Linked DNA regions of Mus musculus: region 1 is linked to region 2. Evidence: chromatin contacts called from public promoter capture Hi-C data. All regions are on one chromosome and are shown on one strand. The core of a region is the stretch at or near the end of the contact, and the rest is flanking DNA. Distances in the headings are between cores, read along the strand shown.

Evidence for each region. Capture Hi-C pulls out chosen DNA fragments and counts their contacts.
Region 1: a promoter capture Hi-C map of adipose tissue shows a contact between it and region 2. The contact joins two enhancer-like sites. A contact is called at or near these places in 2 of 484 Hi-C or Micro-C datasets (cranial neural crest and nephron progenitors) and 2 of 9 other capture datasets (adipose tissue and pancreatic islet).

What each region holds. Positions count from the first base shown.
Region 1 is chr15:73,221,487-73,227,905 of GRCm38.p6, reverse strand. It overlaps Ptk2 (PTK2 protein tyrosine kinase 2), which reads left to right. Exons shown (of 35, transcript NM_001358046.1): 29 at 6,037-6,099. Among named protein-coding and RNA genes, the nearest start is that of Mir151, 30 kb to the left of the region's middle. Within about 2 kb of position 4,980, at least 76 of the 459 cell types and tissues checked have an H3K27ac peak or open chromatin away from gene starts, as enhancers often do. A contact at or near this core is called in adipose tissue, where this site is marked.
Region 2 is chr15:73,110,445-73,117,589 of GRCm38.p6, reverse strand. It overlaps Ago2 (argonaute RISC catalytic subunit 2), which reads left to right. Exons shown (of 19, transcript NM_153178.4): 14 at 1,197-1,287; 15 at 3,688-3,882; 16 at 5,769-5,903. It overlaps Gm31725 (a long non-coding RNA gene), which reads right to left. Exons shown (of 2, transcript XR_384166.4): 1 at 6,955-7,145; 2 at 2,105-4,038. Among named protein-coding and RNA genes, the nearest start is that of Gm31725, 5.5 kb to the right of the region's middle. Within about 2 kb of position 4,324, at least 4 of the 459 cell types and tissues checked have an H3K27ac peak or open chromatin away from gene starts, as enhancers often do. A contact at or near this core is called in adipose tissue, where this site is marked.

The DNA.
Region 1 (6,419 bases), core at 3,731-6,230, 110 kb before region 2:
CTTCAGGATAGTGCACCATCTCTTAACACATGGTCTTATCAAAGTTAACATCAAGTAATAGGATAGTAAACAATGACAATATTGACATTTTCTATATAATGTTCCTGTATAAAGTTATTCAATTTTCATAGCCAGCCACCCTGTACAGTTAGGACATATTCTGAATCCTTTTGTCTAATTCTTTTTTTTTTTTTTTTGGTTTTTCGAGACAGGGTTTCTCTGTGTAGCCTTGGCTGTCCTGGCACTCACTTTGTAGACCAGGCTGGCCTCGAACTCAGAAATCCGCCTGCCTCTGCCTCCCGAGTGCTGGGATTAAAGGCGTGCGCTACCACCACCCGGCTCCTTTTGTCTAATTCTTAGGGGCCATGTGTGCCTCAGAATTCATTGTGATTCCTTTTAACTAGAAAACTAGTGTATGACACACTTATTATTCTATAATTCTCCATTAAACTCCCAGAGTCAACCAATAATATTTCTACACAAAATATAAATACATTTACAGAGAAATAAAGATAAAATAATAATAATAGTAAGATAAGATAATAACAAAGTTAAAATGTCTTCTATTCAGTCAGATTTTACTGCTATATCACATGCATTTAAACTTAAAAAATGCAAGCTTAGATTTTGGGAGTAAGACTTGTGTCTCCTCACAGAGGTGAGGTGCAGATGCAGATCAGTAGGCGTGTCAGCACTGGGGTTCTTTGTGGAGCTGGGGTTTACTGTGCTGAGCTGTCAGGCCCCTCATCACATGGATTTGCACTTTATATCCCTTTAGAGAAAAAGTTTCCTGTAAGTCATGCCACAAAATAATAATTTAACAGTATTAGTTGTGATTTAATTTTCTTAATGTGGGTGCTCAATTTGGAAATGAATTTAAGAATACACCAATTGTTGCTTGTCTTATGTCTTAAGCTTTTTTTTTTTTATCCAGAAAGCCTCCCTACCATATACTCACATTTGTTTGCATTTTAAAAAATGAAATTATTTGACTTGCTAATGGGTCTCAGTGCAGGTGTGCTACTATGGCTCCAGTAAGTAGAGGTTTGTGTTGACACCAGGCTAACCTGTCAACAGGGTCAAAAGAAAACGAGTTTCTGTGCTTCCTGTGGTGCTGGGCAGACACGAGAGTCTGGACAGTGTGTGAACTCAGTCTTAAAAGAAAAGCTGGAATTTGCACAGCAAACAGGCACAGGAAATACATTCCAGGCAGTGGGAAGAGCGTGGGTATTGATGTGGGGTCATGGGACTAGTTTAGCCAGATGTGACCCAAGCTGGTCTCTGTGGGAGTTGGGGAATTCTCATCAGAAGGCTCAGAGGTGCCTGTATTCTACAGGCTTACTCTTTCTTTGAGATTATTTTCATACACTGCACCTCATCCTGAAATACATGGTAACTTTTGGTAAAGTCTAACTCATGCTCTGTGCAGGATGTCTCCAGCCTCCAGGTAGCTCCAAGTGTGTGTGCATAGCCCATGTGCAGAACTAAGTAACGCATGCCCAGACCCCTGACTATAATGTCTGCCTTAAAGCGTCTCCCTCTGTATGTAGCAGCAAGGCCTGCTGAAGTGGGATAGCTTCACAATTCAATTCTAACTTATCCTGTATAGTTCTGTGATCTCTGAGGAGGTACCTGCTTTAACTGCCTGAATAAAGTGCCGGCTGTCTATATAGAGCCTCAACTGTCTTAGTTCCTCCTTGGCACTGAGCTGCCACACTGTGCATTTTTGTGTGGTACACTCTATTGTTAGTTAGGCCTTTAGCTGCTGCTGTTACAAGGTCTCACTAAATTGTCCAAGCTAGCCTTCTATTTACTCAGTGTGTAACTTAGGATCCTAAGGTTGTAACCCTTCTCCCTCAGATTAACTGAGATCACAGGCCTTTGCCTGTCACCCTGTTTGTTTGTGTTTGTTTGTTTGTTTGTTTGTTTGTTTGTTTGTTTTAAAATTGGATTGGGGCTGCATCTCAGTGGTAAGTGCTTGACTGGCATGTGTAAAATGCTGGGTCTAGCCCCCAGTATAGGGAAGGGAAAAAAAGTCACACACCTATAATCCTAGTACTTAGCAGGGTGAGGCCATGTTGCTATTCCTGGCCAACTGGAGCTATAATGTGAGACCCAATCCCAAAGCTTGTGTTTTCTTTTCTTTATTCGTTTTCAGTTCTTGTTACCCTATATGTTTTTCTCCTAAAGAATTGCCTGCTTGTGCCTTTTGTTCTTTGCCTGCTTTTATTTAAAAGTATGTTCTCCGTGAAACATGATTGTATATATTAAACATTCTACTCATATGTAGAAGCTTTGGAAAGGCTTACCAAGTCCAGTGGAAGCATCTTAGAGGCTTGATTGCCTTCTGCAACATCCCTACATGCTTACAGCTCCTGGGTTGGGCTTTTGTACTAATTCATTCAGAATTTTGATTTACACTCACTGAGTAGTGATATCCTAGTGCTGGTGTTTTCAAAACATTCTCCTCCCCTTGCCCCCATTTTCCCCCTCCCCACTCCTCTTAGCTGTTCTCTCAGCACATCAAAGTTGCCAGATTCTGAGCTAACTCCGTTACCTTTCTCTGTGGTTTTCATGTCATTTCCCTTATACACTCAGCCGTGGAAAGCCGAGGCGGTGCTGCTTTTTTACTTTCTCCCACATTCACTGAGACCAGATCCTCTTGGTTCTGAGTGCTGCCATCCTCACACCTTCACTGATTATGTCAGGCTCTTCACAGGCCCATCCACTCTCAGCATATACTGATGAGTAACTGCATATCAGTAAGCCAGGTGCAGTGAGGAGAAAGAGACAAACTAATGAAGCAGTAGACAGAGAAGGAGAGGAGAAGTTAAGTGCTTTGAAAAGAATCCGAAGAGGAGATTCAAAGAACAGGTGCAGAGCCCCAGGGTGAACATACAGGGTGGGGCACAGAGTGGACACTGTCCCATCCTAATCTGGTTTAAAAAAAACAAAACAAAACACCAAAGTATCTCCTGCCACTCGCTGTCTTCAGAGTGCTGTCTGCAATTGCATTCATTTCCATGTGTAGCCTGGAAGGAGATGGGTAGCACAGAAGAGCACCAAGTGGAAGCAGACAAGCCTGAGGGCTTCCCTCTTAAGCTACAAGTGGGTGGTGGAGAGAGGCTGTTAGATGAGTGACAAGCAAGCTCTACTGGCCTGTTTAAATCACAATGTAATGTTCTCTGAAATGCTGTCACTCTTTCTATGTGTTGTCCCTGCTAAACTGAGGTATCCTGGAATCAGTCTGTGCCCATTTCATTCCAACCAGGCCCTATGTTTAGCATAGAAAGTGCTGGGCACTGGAGTCAGTAAACAGAGCTTCTTTCATGCATTTTCTTGTCAGATTGCTCTTGACAGATTGTCATGTGTCTGGGCACAGATACCCTTTGGGAGGCCATTGGGTGTATGCACCTGCCCATAAGCAGAAATGCATGTGAGAGTGGAAGAGTGTGGTGATGTTTGAGTAGGAGAGAACTGTGTGTCTACAGAAGGCCCTTCCCATCTGCTTTCATCTGCACATGCCTGTGGGCTCCTGCACCATAGCCATGTTATCTTCTTGGAGCACATTTCATCTGTCCAATCCCTGAATACCTGCGACTGCTGAACCAGAGGCACTAGCGAGAGTTTGTAGCGACTTTAAAGAGACTATGCTAAAAGACATTACTGGAGCTGCCCTCTGTTGGATCGGCAAGGTTCCAGCAGCCTGAATGTAGTATGTTTCTCTCAGAGTAGTATGTCTGCAGAAAAGGAGGGTCTTATCAAGTGTGTAGACCACTAGAGATCAATCCTCCCATGAAGTAAAAAATCAATAGAAAAATGACATTTCTAGTGAAATATACAAGCCCAATCTTGTTATTTCTTTGAAATGTTTTCATGTGTATGTGCACTGTATATACATAGAAAAGTTGGTTCTCCTTCCATAGTGGAACTTGGGGGCGCGGGGGGGGGGGTGCAAACTCAGATTCAGGTTTATCACAAGCCCTCTCACTGTTGAGCTATCTCACTGACCCAGGCCACCATATAAGCTCTGGCATCTTAAAAAGAAATCCTGGGCTGGTGAGATGGCTCAGTGAGTAAGAGCACCCGACTGCTCTTCCAAAGGTCCGGAGTTCAAATCCCAGCAACCACATGGTGGCTCACAACCATCCGTAACGAGATCTGACTCCCTCTTCTGGTGTGTCTGAAGACAGCTATAGTGTACTTATATATAATAAATAAATAAATCTTTAAAAAAAAAAAAAAAGAAAGAAAGAAATCCTGTCCAAGTTTCTGTAGAAGCTTCTAAAGACATCCACTGTGTCACTGGGCAAACTGGGCAGCATTTGTGGGCTGCATTCTTCCCTACTATGAGCAGACAGAGTCTATTACCTCAAAGTTGACCAATTCTATTTATAGTACTGTTTGAATTATTTTCCACTAGATCACAGTAACTGTTCTTGGAAGACTTAGGTCTCCAGAACTCCTACTAGGTTTGGAAGTAGCTGCTGTTTGCGGCTACTGTCATCCACTGAATCATTTACCAATTGCTTGGGTGGGTCAGAGGTCTCTTGTCAGATCATGGTCCTGCACAGGATAATTTTGAGGACAACAGATCCTGCCTGAGGTCACATGCCCTCTTGACAGCAAATGCTCCTTGTTCTGCCGTGTCCCCTCTCTTTTCCCCAGCTCAAGATTGTGGCCTTACTCAGATGCCCTGTGCATGTGAATCCCTACTGTAATTGCTACTGGACTCCTTTGCCAGAGTGCTAGCAGCCAGGGCTGCTGGAGCTGCAGTCTGATGAGAAGCCTTGTTTTCCTCTGAGCACTGCTTAAAAATAGTGACTAGGCTTCTTATTACTGTACGAACAGAATTGTACTAAAAAGGGGACTTTTTATAGTTTAAATGTGGAAGCCCTGACTACATAAAGCCTACTCTGTTCCTCTCACAGAGGACCCACTCAGTCCGAATGAAGGAAAACCAATGAGGGAACTAGGGAATAGTAGCAAAGGGCTGCCTGCCAGAGAATAGCCTACTGTGGCAATCCCTTCCCCCTCCCTTACAGGCTTCCAGGGAGAAAGCTCTCTGCATTTTCTGGCAACATGAGCCTTGAGCTGTCTGACTGGCCCAGGCTGCCTTATAAACTCTGGCATCCTAAAAAAAAAAAAAAAAAAAAAAATGTCTATCCAAGTTTCTATGAAGACATCCATGATGTCCCCTTGTGGTGAACTGGGCAGCGTTTGTGAGCTACACTCTTCCCTACTGTGAGCACATAGACTCTGTTACCTGGAAGTTGACTAGTTCTATTCATAGTACTGTCCAAAATTTCCTATTTGGCCAGATTTTAAGCTGTTTGTTGCTGCATCCCTCAATCCTGATTCAATGCCCCACAGGTGGAAGCAACAAATGAAAACAGTGCAAGACCCCAAACTGCACAGCAGATCTCCTTCCAGCCATAAGAAGCCGCTCTGACCAGTCCACATGGCTCTGAACAGGAAAAAAAAAAAAAAAAAAATGTAGGGCCCTAACCAGAAAATTAAGAAGGGGCACACAAAATGGCTCAGTGGATAAAAGCAGTTGATAAGGAGCTGAGCTTGATCCCTGAGACCCACGTGGTTTAGGAAGAAAACCAACTCTCTCAGGCTATCCTGACCTCCTCTCACACACCACAGTATGTGCATATGCACATGTACACTCACACATACACACTAAATAAATATGTAATTAGAGTTATTAATATTTACAGAATTCAGATAGAAATCATTTAAGATCACCTAAAGATTGACACTGTGGGCTAACCATAAGCTCAGTGGTAGAGCACATGTCTCACATGTTCATGAGCCTCAGTTACATTACCAACACCGAAAGAAACAATGGTGGGCTTACCATCACAGATCCAAGAAGTGGTTGCCACTTGGGAGCAGTGTCACAGTGACACTGAGATGATGTTGGGTACAGGCGAGAAGACCAGCCGGAAGCTGCTGCTGTAGAGGGTGAATATGTCAGTAACATACACATATTAATGAAATTATTTTGGCCTTTGTTTTGATCTTCAGAAACCTGATGTGAGGCTCTCTCGAGGCAGCATCGACAGGGAAGACGGGAGTTTTCAGGGTCCGGTAAGCACCTGCCTGCACTGTCCCCAGAGTTGGTCCCAAATTCTATATTGGAGCCTCCCACATTTTATTGAAAGACATCAAGGCATGCTGACATTCATGATATGGAATAGAATGACCTTTCTGTAAAACACAAGAAAGTTATCTAAGACTGTCAAAATATGCCATGTTCCAGATTTTCATAGATGCAGATCACTGTCCTGTTACTGATAACAGATTTTTAGCAGTGAAGCTGTACTCTGTCTAGTAAGAATTAGAGTAACAGCTACATTAGTTGTTAAAGATGGACTTAAACTACCTCCTGCTTCCAAGTCCCAGGATGA
Region 2 (7,145 bases), core at 3,075-5,574:
CACTGTGCAATAGACACACTCCCCTCTGAGTGCACCACACCTCACACAAATGGGACGTCACCTCACAGAGATGTGGTATTCAGCTCGTATCATGGTTGCTCTTGATCTAGGGCCTCACACAGAGAATATTGTCTGGACTTCACACACTTAGGGACAAAGATGCCCTTCTGGCTACCTCTCCTTGCCCAGAGTGTCAAATTGTCCTTTGGTTCTTTGTGATAGTCCCAGGCCACCTTCAGAATAATCAAGTTTCTTTTGGCACAAAATGTGGAGGCATACACTTAAGATTGCAGCATTTGAGAGGTCGTGGCAGCGGGACTGGACATCCAAGTCCAGTCTGAAGTACATGAGACTGTGTGTCAAAATAAAGGGGAGAAAGGAAAAAGTCTCAGGAAGGCAGACGGGATGGGTAAACCCCTTTCTGATGACCATGCTGCATACCCTCTCTGGCAGCCACCAGCCTCTGTGTATACTTCTAGAAGAGCAGTCACCATGGGAATAAAGACGTAACTGCTCCTATTGTGAACAGTGTATGCTAAGCCCGGCTCCTACAATGCAGGAACCTGTTGGTCTTTAGGGTGCTGCATGGAGAGCTATCATTATCTCTCTTTCCCCTTCCCTCACCACACATGCCACCACTCAGGTAGTGAGCATTCCGCCTGAAGGTCTCAGCCAGAAATGATGGCCATGGAAGAAGATGGCGGGGTTGTGGGAATTGGGAATGTATTCTGTGGTTAAGACCCAGGATGCTACTCAAACTCCTGGGCTCTGGCAGTCCCTCCCCTCAACAGAACAAGGCACCCCCAGTGCCCAACCAGGCCAGCTACGTACTCGGCTCTCAGTCCCACCTTCTCGGGCTCTTTCTCAAGTGCATAACAGACATCATTGTTTAATCCAATAGGCTTTCTGTGTGTATCATTAAGGGTAACAATTCTGTTGGGGGCGGGGGAGGTCTCTCACTTGGTAAAGAACTTGCATGGCATATATAAGGCCCTGGGTTCAAGGCCAGCATAAACCAGATGGGTTTGGTGGTACATGCCTGTCACCCTGGCACTGAGGTAGAGTCAGGAAGATCTCTTGAAAAATACCCATGTTAGAGCTAGGGTTGCCTCCCAGAGACGGGTAGGAATAGCTTCTGTTGCCAGGCATCCATGCATTCTCTGAAGCTTGGTCCTCAAACACCCATTTTCTTGTAGGCCTCCAGTGTTCCAGCAACCTGTCATCTTCCTGGGAGCCGATGTCACCCACCCACCAGCTGGGGATGGGAAGAAACCTTCTATTGCTGCCGTGAGTGTCCACTCTTTTCCTCTGGCCTCTCTGCTGGTATCATGTTGCTTGGTGGGACCATTGCCCCTCGAGTGTCTGTGGTCTGTTTGCAGTGGTATGTGGAGGAGAAAGACATGGAAGTCACCACTTGCTTGGCTGGTCTAATCATGATCTAACGGCAAATAGGTGATAGGGTGAACCTGATGATGTCACAGGTGTGTGGGCTGCCATCTACTCTGCATTCTGTGGTGCATCTGATGGGAACATTACCTCTGGCTTCTCCATGTCCATCAAGGTAGCCTTGGCCAACCACTTAGCATCCACTCCCTCCACTCTCAGTAGGCTGGCCTGTCATGTTACAGTGGACAGGCATGGACTTCTGTAGTGGGGTTTGGAGTGCAGAGTGCAATGGGTGTCCTCTTACCACTCCTCTAGTTAAAGAATACCGGGTTCTAGAGCCAGGGTGGTTGAGCATATGAAAGGAAACAACAGCTCTTTTGGATCGTTTGTCTGAACCATGGATCCTGCCCTCACAAATGCCCACCTTGCCCAATCAGTTTCTCTAACTGGTTGTTCAAGTGCCTCAAAGAAGTGCTCACCTGGGGAGTGGGACCAAAAGGCCCTGAGTAGGCTCCCGCACTTCTTACTTGGCATGGCAGTACCAGCGTCATGCCCAGCTGAGCCTCAGCATCAAACCGTTCTCTACCACTTCCCTACAATTAATCTTTCTGAGCTTTTTCACATGTGCTGCAGTCAGCTCAGTGCCCTGGCATGCGTGTGCGTGCGTGCGTGCGTGCGTGCGTGCGTGCGTGCGTGCGTGCGTGCGTGTGTGTGTGTGTGTGTGTGTGTGTGTGTGTGTGTGTATAGTAGGTGCTAACCAGACTTAACATCACTGTTTATTTAATCCGGATTAAAGGGGTAGAGTATGGGATATGATATAGGATGAGACCCCATTTGCATCATGTGTGCTATGCATAGTTCTTGGCTGTGGCTTTCAGGTAGTATCCAGGGTCAGGATCTCTAATGCCAGAAAAGACCCGAACAGCCAATGTGCTTGGGGTCTGGCCCAGGTCTTGGGCTCTACCTGGTCATTGTTGGCTTTGTTTTCTCTGAGTCACTGTGTGCAGGGTCCTCTCTGTAGGCTTCGGAGACTTAGGCAAATGCATTAGTTACACACGTGCACACGCATACACACAGTTCATTGGATTGACTTAGAGGATGCAGTCTTAAAACAAAGGCCAAGAATAATTTGTAGTTGTTCAGTCTACAAGACTAGAGGTCTCGCCGGGTGTGGTGGTGCATGCCTTTAATCCCAAGGGAGGCAGGGGCAGGCGGATTTCTGAGTTTGAGGACAGCCAGGGCTATACAGAGAAACCATGTCTCGAAAAACCAAAAAAAAAAAAAAGACTGGAGGTCTCTGCGGTCCCAGTTCAGTTCTAGAGTCCAGGAGAACTGGAAGCTGCTGGTCTTCAGTCTAGTTGGAACCTGCCTGCAGTAACAGGAATAGACAAACTTGCCAACAGCAAGCAGGCAAAAGGTCGAAGGCTGCCACTAAGAAAGAGGTGTGACTCGGATTTTAGTGGGTCTCCCCACCTTTAATGATTCGGCAAAATCCCTCAGAAGCTTACCTCATCAGCTGCTGTGGCTTGGGTTGATACCAGCTGTGGGTGAGTTGACAACCAAGATCAGAACCAGGCTTATCAAATTCTAAAGAGCAGAAATCTATGCTTATTCCTGGTCCCCTCGATTCTCCATCAATAGGACAGGTTTCTGTTCATGTTGATTTATCTCTATTTATGCCAACTTGAAATATTTTTTGAACAAGGAGTTTGGCAAGGCTTAGAGACGATGCTCTGTAAGCTTTTCCGAGGAGTAGCTAGCCACCTGCTTCCCAGAAGTCCAGGGCTCTTCCCTGTGTGCTTTCAAGGTATAAGGAAGTGCTTTCCCCAGCCTGGAAGTGGGCAGGCCCTAGCTGTAGCTGATCCGTTTACTTTTGGTCCCCTAACCTCAGAATCCTGGCAGCATTGTGGGGCTCTGACTCTCTGGTTGCTCCTTCAGATGAGCCCTAAAACAGCCAAGTTGCTTCACGGGGCTGTGACCTTCCTAGGGATCTAAGACTGGGGATGCTAACTCTTTGATGGGCATAAGGCAATTTGGAGACGTGTTTGCTCCTAAAAAATCTAGAGGCACCCCCCCCCCCCAGTTGCTTTTTACAGGTAACCCAACCCCCTGACACAGTAAGGCTCAAGGTTGCCTTTTTCCCGTGTACCATGGGGCAAGTATCCCATCTTGAGAAGGGAGCTAGCAGTACTATCTGCTGTGAGGGACACTGGGAGATGCTTCTTATAGGCCAATCTCCAGCTGGACCCAAAAGAGGGACACCTGGAGCCCTTGTCCCCTGCTGACCGTGTCTGTCCACAGGTCGTGGGCAGCATGGACGCACACCCCAACCGCTACTGTGCCACCGTGCGCGTGCAGCAGCACCGACAGGAGATCATCCAGGACCTGGCTGCCATGGTACGAGAGTTGCTCATTCAGTTCTACAAGTCCACCCGCTTCAAGCCCACCCGCATCATCTTCTACCGCGATGGCGTCTCCGAGGGCCAGTTCCAGCAGGTGGGCCGCTCTGCCATCCTCTCTGCCTCTGTCAGTCGGCTGCTCAGAGTGGGAAGGCGGATGGTGGTGGTGTGGTCTGTGTCTTAGGAGGTGTCAGGTCTCAGGATGGGGGAAGGCAGGAGGGAAGTTTTGAATATAGGCCTGGGCAGTGGAGACCTGGGTGAGGATAGAGCCTCAGTCAGGCCAGGGGATATGAAGGCAGACTGGGAATTTTTACCTGCCCTGGGCCTTTCTAAGATCTGAAGTGCTGGAGAATCGACTTACTTGCCTTGACCACAGGCTGAAGACATGCAATAAAGTACATTTGCTTCCTATTTAGGGCAGAAGCTGCAACTTTCTCCTCTTTAGAACAGATATTCATTGCCCTAGGAGTACACTGCCCTGTCTGGTTCAGTTCTTTCTGGCCGAGTCTCTAGTGCTGTGTTCTGCAAGAGCTGTGTTGACAGCTTCCACAATGTACTTACGTGACCTCAAACCCTGTTGCCTCTCGGTCCATCCCCCTGGGCTTTCGATCCTTCCCAGTGCTTCTCCCTTGTAGGAAGGCCGGGCCTGTCATTCTCAGCTCCACTGCTCAGAGTACCAGAATCCCCACAACTTAACTGTCTGCGCTAGAATTCTACATATATTTTTAAAACATTGTAAACTGGTAGAGACTGTTAAATCTGGGCAAGGTCAAGCATGATGGTGCTGCACACCCTTAGTCCTAGCCCTGAGGAGGCAGGGGCAGGTGGATCCAGGCAGGCAGAATAATAAGACTTCGATTCAGATAGGCAGGTAGATAGATAGATAGATAGATAGATAGATAGATAGATAGATAGATAGATACATACATACATACATACATACATACATACATACATACATACATACATAGAGAGAGAGAGAGAGAGGGAGAGAGAGAGAGAGAGAGAGATAGGGCAGAATAATAAGACTTTGATCCAGATTAGACAGACAGACAGATACTGTCCTGCCACAATAAAAAGCCACTATTTCTGGTACTTGTGTATCAAACTCTTCACATGAGGCCTTTAGTACAGGACCCACAGTTGACAGGAGGAAGGAAGGAGCATTGCTGGGTACTGTGCAGTACTGAGCTCAGGGAGTTCTGGTCTGACTCAAGTGAGTGCTTGCTCCATTTGTCTTTCCTTTCCTCTCAGTAAGCAAGCAAGTGGCAACTGTCTCTGCTGCGCAAGCCCATAAGTCTTCAGGAGCATTGAGATCATGATGGATTCCAAGCCAAGCGGTCCCTATGTAGGGACTTGACTATAATTTACTATCAAATCTATATAAGCTAGAGTCAACTAGGCAAAGGGAACCTCCATGAAGAAGTTGTCTCAATCAGATGGCCTGTTGGTGTCATGTCTGTGGGACATCCTCATTTTGCTGTGTGATATAGAAGGCTCAGTCTACTTGGGGCAGCACCGTTCCTAGACAAGTGGGCCTGGGCTGACTGAGAAAGCAAGCTGAAGTGGATATATTGGTGCATGCCTTTAACCTCAGCACTGAGGAGGTAGAAGCAGGTAGATCTCTGAAGTCAGGACAGTCTTGTCTACATAATGAGTTCCAGGCCGGTTAGAATAAACAAAAGCACAAAAGTGTACATAAGCAAGCTAGTTAGCTGAGCAAGCAGCAAGTACTGTTCTTCCATGTTTTCTGTTGTGTTCCTACCCTTCCTTCCCTCAGTGATGGGATGTGGTTTGGAAGTGTGAACTAGGAAACCCTTTTCCTTCCCAAGTTGCTTTGGGCCGGTCTTTTTATCACGGTATCAGAATGAAACTGGGCCAACTGTCGGAAGGCAGAGTGGTATACCTGACCCAGTGCTGGCAAGACTTGGAAAGCCATTCCCAGCGTGCAAGAGGCATCTGACGCCTGCCTTTGTCCTGCAGGTTCTCCACCATGAGCTCCTGGCCATCAGAGAGGCCTGCATCAAGCTGGAGAAGGACTATCAGCCAGGAATCACGTTCATCGTGGTGCAGAAGCGGCACCACACACGCCTCTTCTGCACAGACAAAAATGAGCGGGTGAGTCAGAGCCCCACGGCTGCCACAGTTGATGGGGACCCAGGCTCGGGTGTCTAGCAAGGCTCTGGTGAGGAGGGTCCAAGCACGAAATGTCATGTATCTAATAAATGATGGGAGAGGTGGTTCAGAAATAAATTGCCAGGACTTGTGACGGGGCTCGGGGGGGGGGGGGGGGGTGTCTGGCTTGGTTGGCAGAATGCTGCCTAGCATGTGCTAGGTAAGACCTGGGTTTGATCCCCAGCTTTGCATGAGCTGTGACCCCAGTACCAGGAGGTAGACACAGCAGCATCGAGAATTGAGGTCATCAGTGGCTACAAAATGAGTCTAAGACCCTGCCCCAGAAAGAAAGGATGGGGAGGAGCAGAGAATTGAGAGAAACCAGCCATTGAGGGTGGAGGACTGGGCAGTCAGAGTGTGAAAGGATGGAGTCAGCCTGAGGCTCTCCACAGAGCGTGCCTTTGACTGGGAGCATACACATCTCGCGCGCTCCATCTGGAGAAAGGTAAGGGTCCCCAGACATGCGTGTACGTGTGTGCGGGTGTCCACGTGTAGAGACCAAAAGACAAACATAAAATGTCATCCTTAGGATAGGCAGGATGACCAGCAAGCCCTGGGAATCCTGTTTGTGCCTTTGCAACCCCGGGATTGTAAGAGTGCCACCGCACTTGGTGTGTTTATGTGGCTTCTTGGGTATAAATTTAGGCCTTTGTGCTCACGTGGCATAGCAGGCACTGTGCTGACTGAGCCGTCTCCCAAGACCCCAAAACATAAGCTCTGCATTTCTAACAGCACAATGAGGCACACATCCATGTATAAAGACAGCAGCTTGAGAGACATAGGCTGTCTAGAAGGGCAAGACCTCAAGTTGTCTACCAGACCTTGAACCCAGCGCTGTGGGTCCAGACCCCTCAGGCCTGGGATCACCACATTGTTGCAAGACGGTCATTGCAGTTCAGCTTTGCCCAATGGCCTCCAGTGTAGCCCAGTGTGTGTTTGTAAGTGTTGTGAAGTGACTGAGGTATAACTTGCCACAAAGAAAGAAACCACTTACCAGTAAACACTGCAGCTGAGGTCTCCAATGGCCCCAGTGTTGCATCCTAAAATGATGTAAAGAGGAAAAAAAAATCACAACAGCAAAAGCTTGCAGGATTTCAAAGGGAAATTGACAAATACAGTGTCATGGGTGGATGTTGTGACACACCTCTGTTGGAACCTGAACCAGGCAGGAATGAGTGGGAGGGG